Regions from separate parts of the Mus musculus genome. Here regions 1 and 2 are each linked to region 3. The links are chromatin contacts, called in public promoter capture Hi-C maps. All regions are on one chromosome and are shown on one strand. Each heading gives the region's core, a stretch centred on a gene start, on an enhancer-like site or on the middle of the called end of the contact. The rest is flanking DNA. Distances are from core to core; before and after follow the strand shown.

What was found. Promoter capture Hi-C pulls out the DNA fragments that hold promoters and counts their contacts.
Region 1: a promoter capture Hi-C map of the 3T3-L1 cell line shows a contact between it and region 3, with 4 times the contacts expected there. The contact joins the enhancer-like site here to the promoter of Adam32 in region 3. A contact is called at or near these places in 7 of 39 promoter capture datasets (the 3T3-L1 cell line, 3T3-L1-derived adipocytes, cranial neural crest and 4 more).
Region 2: a contact with region 3 is called in a promoter capture Hi-C map of embryonic stem cells, with 4 times the contacts expected there. The contact joins the enhancer-like site here to the promoter of Adam32 in region 3. A contact is called at or near these places in 6 of 39 promoter capture datasets (cranial neural crest, embryonic stem cells, hippocampal neurons and 3 more) and 2 of 115 datasets of contacts at active chromatin or transcription factors (astrocytes and embryonic stem cells).

What each region holds. Positions count from the first base shown.
Region 1 is chr8:23,510,451-23,513,175 of GRCm38.p6, forward strand. No RefSeq gene overlaps it. Among named protein-coding and RNA genes, the nearest start is that of 4930413E20Rik, 23 kb to the right of the region's middle. Within about 2 kb of position 1,426, at least 18 of the 459 cell types and tissues checked have an H3K27ac peak or open chromatin away from gene starts, as enhancers often do.
Region 2 is chr8:23,560,737-23,563,436 of GRCm38.p6, forward strand. No RefSeq gene overlaps it. Among named protein-coding and RNA genes, the nearest start is that of 4930413E20Rik, 28 kb to the left of the region's middle. Within about 2 kb of position 1,440, at least 25 of the 459 cell types and tissues checked have an H3K27ac peak or open chromatin away from gene starts, as enhancers often do. A contact at or near this core is called in embryonic stem cells, where this site is marked.
Region 3 is chr8:24,947,511-24,950,210 of GRCm38.p6, forward strand. It overlaps Adam32 (a disintegrin and metallopeptidase domain 32), which reads right to left and starts at 1,294. Exons shown (of 22, transcript NM_153397.2): 1 at 1,210-1,294. The coding sequence starts at 1,285. It overlaps Adam9 (a disintegrin and metallopeptidase domain 9 (meltrin gamma)), which reads right to left. Exons shown (of 22, transcript NM_001270996.1): 22 at 2,101-2,700.

The sequences.
Region 1 (2,725 bases), core at 176-2,675, 1.4 Mb before region 3:
AACATGTGCTACGGGTCTGAACAAAACTTAAACCAGGGTAACAGCCCGCTTCATTCAACCGTAGTTTGTACTTCTTTTGAGCCTGTGATGCAAAATGAAAATTAAAAAAAAAAATCTACAAGGGTCTCCTCCAGCCCCTTGTGTTTTAGCAATAGTTCCTATTTTCTTGTGCTACGTGGAAATGGTCTGGAGCAAACTTCTCAGGGTGAAGATAGGCATTTCGCCAGCATCTGTGAAGTCACACAAGGCCTCCCGGGCCTCCTTGGTCCCTTGTCCACAAAAGCAGCCTTCCCAAGCTGTGCACAGAGGCGGTGGCTGCTGACCTTGGTGTCATAAGGCTGGCTGTGTCCTCTGAAGTGGTCTGAAAGCTTGTGTCTGCTCCGTAGTCCCTATCCTTTTTCCCTCCATATGCTCTCTGGAGCCCACAACTTTCTCAGCCAGCCTGAGTGATAGAATCTGTTCTCTGTCCTGCACACAGAGCATATTGTTATGGGCCCCTCATTGTGCTTCCTAGACACTTAGTCAGCTGGCTGCATCCTTCCTTTGCCTCCATCATTTGTGGGCTCCAGAAATTTCTTAGCTATGGCCCCAGGATCTTTTGCTCCAGCCAAGAGTCTGCCTTCTTTCTTTCTTCCTTCCTTTCTTTCTTCCTTCCTTTCTTTCTTTCTTTCTTTCTTTCTTTCTTTCTTTCTTTCTTTCTTTCTTTCTTTCCTTCTTTCTTTCTTTCTTTTTTTTTTTTTTTGTTTACTTCTTGGCTATCTCCCTCTCAACCCCAGCTCTGCACATTGTGTTCCCTCTCTTCTTTCATCCAGGCAGGCTTTCTCTCCTCTGGACAGGGAGTATCCTCATGAACAACAGAATCCCAGAAAGAAAAAAAAGAAGAGTAAGTAGCTTAAGGGTCAGGGGAAGCATAAGGCAGAACCGCTGTCTGGAGCATTAGTGCTGCTGGACTTGCTGGGCTTGCCAAGTGATGCAAGCCAATGCTGAACAGTTTGAAGAGCTCCAAGATTAGCAAAGAGAAACACCTGGCAAATGCTGGGGACAGTGGAGCTCAGCAGAGTGAAGTATTAAAGTGTTGAACAATCAAGCTCTGTATAACAGAGGAAGCAATGTAGCAATAGTTATTCTAGCAAACACCAGACATGGTTCATGTTGGTTTGCCTTCATTGCTTTGTGGTTTGCAAGGGCAAAGGAAATGATGTGGGAGAGCTGACGGCTTGGCCTTGATTCTGTCTACCAGGCTAAGCTCTGCATGGTACAAAAAGCTTGGGAGAGAATAAGAAAGATGTGTGTTGGGCATTGCAAGATAAAGACCAAGGTCATTAGAAAAGAAGAAGAACGCTACCACATGGAAGACAGCCGCACTCAATGGAGTGCCTGCCTATGTGGCTTACTCATGAGTTCAGGTTTGGAGGCATCATCTGTGAAACACAAAGTATGAACAGACCAACCTCTGAAGGGTGTCGGAGAGGCAGGGTGACAGTGGGCTGTGGATTGTGAAATGTGCAAAACAACAAAATGGACCAGTTGGAATACAGGAATGACAAGAAGTTGAAGCCAGCACTTAGGAAAGATTGTGTAACGGATGAAGAAACGAGCCTCCGCCTAAACCACAAGGACTTCTGGGATCATCTTGTCAGCAATTAGAATGTCACCACTTTCTTCTTCTCTTTTCTTGTTTACTATTGGCATTCTCTTGCCCCATGTCCGGTCACAGCTGGATATATGGCCATCCAATTACAAGCTGGATTTCTCAATTTAATTTTATTTTACTTTGCACTTCAGTGTATACATGGCTATGTTATGGGCCCATGGGGCATGAGCAAATAAGGTATGCATTCCTAGGTAATATCATAACTCTCTTTCATAGGAGAACTTGGGACCTCCTCCTGCCCACTTCTGCTTCTGGGATCTACATGCTGACTCTCAGCCTTGCTCCTTGGGCTCTTCCTGAGCCAAGCTGACCTATAACGCCAAACTCTTTTCCCTTGTATTTTATTAAACTTGTAATGACTTATGCTGTTGTGTTTTGAGGTGCCCTCATTATAATTTTTCATCTAACAAACAGTCATGGGCATTAAAATTTGCATTTTGCATAACAAACAGAATTTTAACTGTGTTATGTAAGTCAAAATGTTGACTGGGAGCCTTGTGTGCTGTTGGCACTATGGGGCGTCTTTCTATCCCATAGTCTGACTCTATGGCACAACCAGTTAAGCTCGAGTTAGCTCATCTTTTCCACTATTGAAAAAGAAAAACTTTCAAACTGGGAATAGTAGAAAGCAGAGTCAAGGGCAGAAATGACTGAGTTTCATTTTGATTGGTTTAGAAATAATGGGTTGTTACATGTTTGGTCTGAAGCTTGGGCAAACCAAGATTCTAGGGTACAGAAAAGATGACCTTTTCTCATGATGACAGTTTCTAAGAGATCCTTTTCTTCTAGAAAGCATGAGTACAATTTTTAATAAAATCAGGGCACCAAGATAACATGTAAGACTGGGTGTGCTATGCAGCAGCTCAGGACTAGCTGCTGCATAGCACACCCACTAACTCTTGGACTATGTGTATGATGGAAGGCTTTCCTTTCTGGGGCAACCAGGTATATAGTTGATGTATATATAATAGTCAGGATTGACATAAGTGTTTTTTTAGGGCCTGTACATTGCTCCAAGCTCTTTTGGCTTTGAGAAGTCAGCTATTAGGCTGATGGGCTTCATTTTATATG
Region 2 (2,700 bases), core at 190-2,689, 1.4 Mb before region 3:
GCAGACAGCTTTATTAAGAAAAGTAAAGGAACCCCAAGAATGGAAGCAGGCCAGTGAGCTGAGGAAGGAGCTCCCAAAGCACCTGGCCCCCTGGAGCACGCTCTTTTATCTTACCTCCTCCAGACAGTAGTTCTTGGGTTTTGTCTCACACATGCTCTATTTGTTAGGTGGGGCTGAGAAAGGGTTTCCAGTCCTCTGAAAACTGCTTCTCTCACACGTTAATCTTGAAGAATTTTTAGTTCCAGCTCTTCTATCTTAAACCCGTGATGTTAGCGTTCTTTCTAAGCTCCGCCCCACAGTTACCAGGCAACTTCCAGGTAGGCCTGACCCCCACTGTAAAAAGGTTTGCTTGGCCCCTCCTTGCTCTCTTGGTCTCCTGTTCCTCTTTTGCTCTCTCCCTGCTTCTCTTCTCCCTCTCCCCGTGGTCATGGCCTGCCTCTACTTCTCTACCCTCTCCCTCTCTCTGCCTTTCTCTGTCTCTGCTACCCTCTTAACTCCCCTCCCATGCCCTGAATAAACTCTATTCTATACTATCCATCGTGTGGCTGGTTCCTCAGGGGGAAGGGATGCCTTGGCATGGGCCCACTGAGGCACCCCCTTCCCTCATACCTCACCTCACCCCTATAGAATATATTCTTATATCTCCTAACACTTTATCTTTTTACAAACATATTACGGGATGTCACAGCTATCAAGAAAAATCGGTACCGCTTGGCAAAATTCAGCCCATAAAGTCTACCAGATTCTGAATTTATTGTTATTAAAATGCACTGTGAGAAAGCAGCAAGGCATGAACATGTCTGTCTATGCGTCTGAGGTCCAGTATGTATGACATAAACATTTAATTTTTCTCCAAGAAGTCACTTAAATGGCTGTGGAGAAAACATGAACAACACCCAGCCAAATGTAGTCCAGTAGCCAAGTCACTAGGTTTCAAGTAGAACAAGGACTTCCTGTGGACTATAATGCTATCATAACCTATACTTCAAGATGTTGGGATCTAGAAAGTTTGGGTGTTGCAGAGGCAAATCCTTTGGTTTCAAGACTTTCTTCGGTGGTGGTGGTGGAGGGGCAAAAAGAGTGGAGCGCTTGTGTGTTAATCAGAGCAGCCCCTATAGTTCCACAAGGTCCTGCAGGCTAATGAAGGCCTGAGAAATTTGTGTGTGAAGGTAAATCTTTGCAAACAGACTTGTATACAAAACCTTTGGTAATCCAAAGAAAGGCAAGGCATACCTGCAGAAGGCGGAGATTTGCATTTTATATAATAGACTAGGGGCTGCTTCTTCACTTTGAAGTGTGTTCCCTTTTGGCTTCCTGAAAGTTCCTTTGCATTAACAATTTGTACGATTTTTGGTTCTGATGAACGACATTGTTTCCCCGTACTCTGATTAACACATGAATGCCAGCCCTAGGCCCCAGGGAATGCAAAGCAGACACATTTGCAATTGAATATCCACTTAACATTTGGGCTGAAGTTTGAAGTCTCAATCAGTTTCCCCATCCACCACTGCTCCCCTGGGACCCTTGCCCAGATGTGAGTCTCTTGGGATGTAAATGGCTCGTCTTGAGTTTTATGCAATATTCATTGAAGTGATGGGAGATGGTGAGGTCTAACTGCCAACTGAAACACCCGAGGGTATAAACATTTTGCTCCCACTCTACTGTGACTTGTCTGCATTCAGCTCTTAAACTTCCACTTTTATTAAAATGTGCATGCTGAGAAATCACCTAACATTGCCAAATTTATAAAGCAAGTGCACACGTGCGCATACACACACGCGCGCGCGCACGCACACACACACACACACACACACACACACACACACACACACACACACACACACAGAGGAATATCACTCTTCCAAAAGCCTTTTCCACTTTCCTCAAATAAAACCTCTGAGAATATTTCCCCCTATTCGCACCTTCAGAGTGATAAACAATGTGCTTGGCCCCTCCCATCTCTTGCTCTCGAGGTGATAGTCTCTCAGAGTCACCCATTGTCCTGGTTCACCTTCCCAAGGTGTGGGCTGGCGACAGGAGAACACCCAATGGAATTATCAGAATACAGAAATGAATCAGCCAATTATGGCAAATAGTAGACATACAGACAAATTATTAAAGATTGGAGGTGGACTATTGAGTTGGGGGTAGTTTGGGGGTTCCATGGGGGCTATTAATCCCAGTAATAAAAGAATTTAGAAATGGAGTCAAATGAAAACTTCAGGGTAATTTTATTAGAGTTTTAATACAAAAACATAGTGCAGGTTAGCTGAAAAATCTCGGCAGCTGCTATAGGAGAGATGGGGAAAACACCATTCCCTTTTCAGTGAGGCATGGGCTAGAAGTAGACAGCTTATTAAGAAAGGAAAAGGAACTCCCAAGAATAAAAGGGGGGGGGGGGGCGGTCTGGTGAGCGGAGGAAAGAGCGCAGAGCACCTAGCCCCTGGGTATGGTCATTCAGAGTCCTCCTCTGCTTTGCATTCTTGGGCTGGTTGTGCGCAGACTCTAGGCTAAGCAAGGGCTTCCAGTGTTCCTCTGAGAATTGGCGACTGCTGTTCACATGTGACTCTCGATGTGGCATTTCTATCACGGGTGCTGTTGTTTCCAGGAACTTTTGTTCAGTTTCTGCCTTCTGAATTTCACCATTTTCTACCTCTTGCCTAACTAGACAGCCGGGGTCGGGAAGGATGGGGGGTCGGG
Region 3 (2,700 bases), core at 44-2,543:
GTTTGCTGGTATATACATATCTATATCTATGTAGATATAGATATAGATATCGAGAGAGAGATTTAGTATATATTAAATAAAAAGGCAAGGGAGTTGGGGTGGACAGATTAGAGGGAGGAAATGGAAAAGAATTAGTGATATATTTTAATTAAAAATAAAGAATAGTAAAGCTTGCTGGTGTGTTTTTGTTTTGTTTTGTTTGTTGTTGTTTTGTTTTGTTTTTCGAGTCAGGGTTTCTCTGTATAGCCCTGGCTGTCCTGGAACTCACTTTGTAGACCAGGCAGACCTGGAACTCAGAAGTCCACCTGCCTCTGCCTCCCGAGTGCTGGGATTAAAGTCGTGCGCCACCACGCCCGGCGCTGGTGTGTTTCGGCGCTGGTATGTTTTTGAATTCTACGTTGCAACTATTCTTTTTCCGTTTGTCCAGTGTGAGTGTAGTAAGCAGAGAGCTCACAACTACTTGAAAAGGCTTCTAAAGTTCTCCTTCTTGCACTTCTACTCAAGCCTGCAGCACAAGACTGGAAGCAGTAGCTACACAACCTAGTTGTCCTTTATTGAAGCACAGGTTCAGGAGATCCACAAAATGCAAAGCGACGCCAACTTTCTACTCCCCCCCCCCCCCCAAGAACGGTTCTTAGTTTTGAAGCGTGTTAACACCTAAAGGATATGAGGCTGATATTTTAGATGTTGCTATACATTCTTTATTCTTTACTTCTAATAAACCAGGAAGAGAACACTCAGAGCCCCAACCATGCCTTCTTCACCTTTCAAAAGATGCATTCCACAGCTTCAACAAATTAGCAGACCTCAGAGCTAGAGGCAAGCGTTGGACTGGCACCTGCTGGACAGTTGGACTCACAACAGCTTGATCATTGCCTGTCAAGTAGCCGAGCCCTACTTGATTCCAAAACTTAAGCAAGATTCTGCCCCTTCCCAGCTTCCACGCACCGCTGCATTTTCTCTGAGCCTGGGGGTTTGTGGCTTAATGTCTTTTCTTTCCTATTTCTAGAAGAACTATTATTGCATGTACATCGTGTTAGTAAAGTTATCTTGTGGAAACTGGGTATTTGTTTTTTTAGTTTAAGTGGTTTCCAGAAGCTGTTGGGAAGTGTTCTTTTGGGGTCCATTTTTTGAGCTTTATGATGTGCACGACAGACCTACAAGAAAAGTGCCCCCAATCTCAGAGAACCCGCCTTGCGGAGCGCTCACCGGGTCCTGATGCCAGCAAGGCCCCCAGCTCGGCCAGCAGCAGCAGCAGCAGTGTGTGCAGCATGGCGCCCAGCATGGCGTCTCCTGGAGTACCTAGACAGTTGTAAAGCCGTTGCGCGGGGCTGTGGGGCACGTGCCAGGGGCCACCGTGGGCCACGTCCTTGGAGCGCCCTAACCCCCTACCCCGCCTCCATCCTCCCCCTCCACCACCTACCCCAGCTCTAACAGAGCCAGGCTGCTTCGCAATGAAACCCGCATGCGCAGTACTGGAGAGGCTGCGAGGGCGCTCAGGTCAAAAAAGTACACACATACGTTTATACTCTTTCTAAGGCTAAACTACGACTGCATTTTAAGATGCGTGGACAAATTTTTCAAGAAAGCCTAAACTGATTTTCTTCCTTGGGGTCTACATTTCCACAGGCACACTGCTCCCATGGACCGCCAGGCTTCCTTCCAACCTGGTTCTCCGTGGCACTTCAGTTAAAATTCATATACCTTCCTTTTTTAGGAGCTTACCAGAATGGTTAATTTATACAGCAATGGCAGATCCTTGACATAAGAACCTACATTTTAGCCTTTGTCCTAGCTGGAATGGCAGCGCCCTAGTCACATGCTTCTTAAGTCAAGAGTCCTGTCAGTAAACTACTTTCTCCTTAGTATTTCTGAGGGCTTGTGGCCTTCAACACCGCCATATTTCTCACTAGGGCTGGTTCACCAGTGTTAGTACACACCCAACTGCTAAAGTACTTGAGTATCCTGAAAAAAAAAAAAAAATGAACAGTCTATCTTTTAATGTGTTTTCCTTAAGTGCAGTCACATTTGCCAAAAGCCCTAACACTGAAATTAAGAAGAACCCAAATAGTTATGTATTTATAAAGAGGACGACAAAACAAGAATTTCAAGTATTTTATTTGTTGTAAATGTTTTTATTTTAATATGTATATATACACAAACAATATTATTTTAAAAAACTAATGAAATTCAGTTAATATACCTATTATTAAACTTCTTTATGAAAGATTATGAAAAAATTTAAATGTTTAAAATTTTAGTGTCAATATCATTCCTTTCAAAGTACAAATTCATTTTAATACAGCTGAGAGAGTAATCCCAGAGACCAGTATAATTCTGTAGTTATCTAAGGAAACCACTGCTTCCTTCCTTTCTCCAGCCTAATGTTTACGAAAATATTAGTCAAAAGAGACAGGACCCAGCACACCTTAGTAAATGTAAACATTCTAGAGGACTTCACATCAAGCTTTGAAATTCAGAGTTTAGAGTTAAAGTGCTCATGAATTCTCAAGTGGTTTGGTAACACCTCAACTGTTGGAAGTATTCTCCCTGCTCCTGTTCGATCGACACCTATCTGCTTGGGTATACTAAACACCTCGTACCATAGAGTGTGCACTTCAAACAAAACAACACTGCTGCAATGCTTTACCATGATGCATAAAGAAAATTGAGAGTTGAATCAGTTCCTGTCATAGTCAT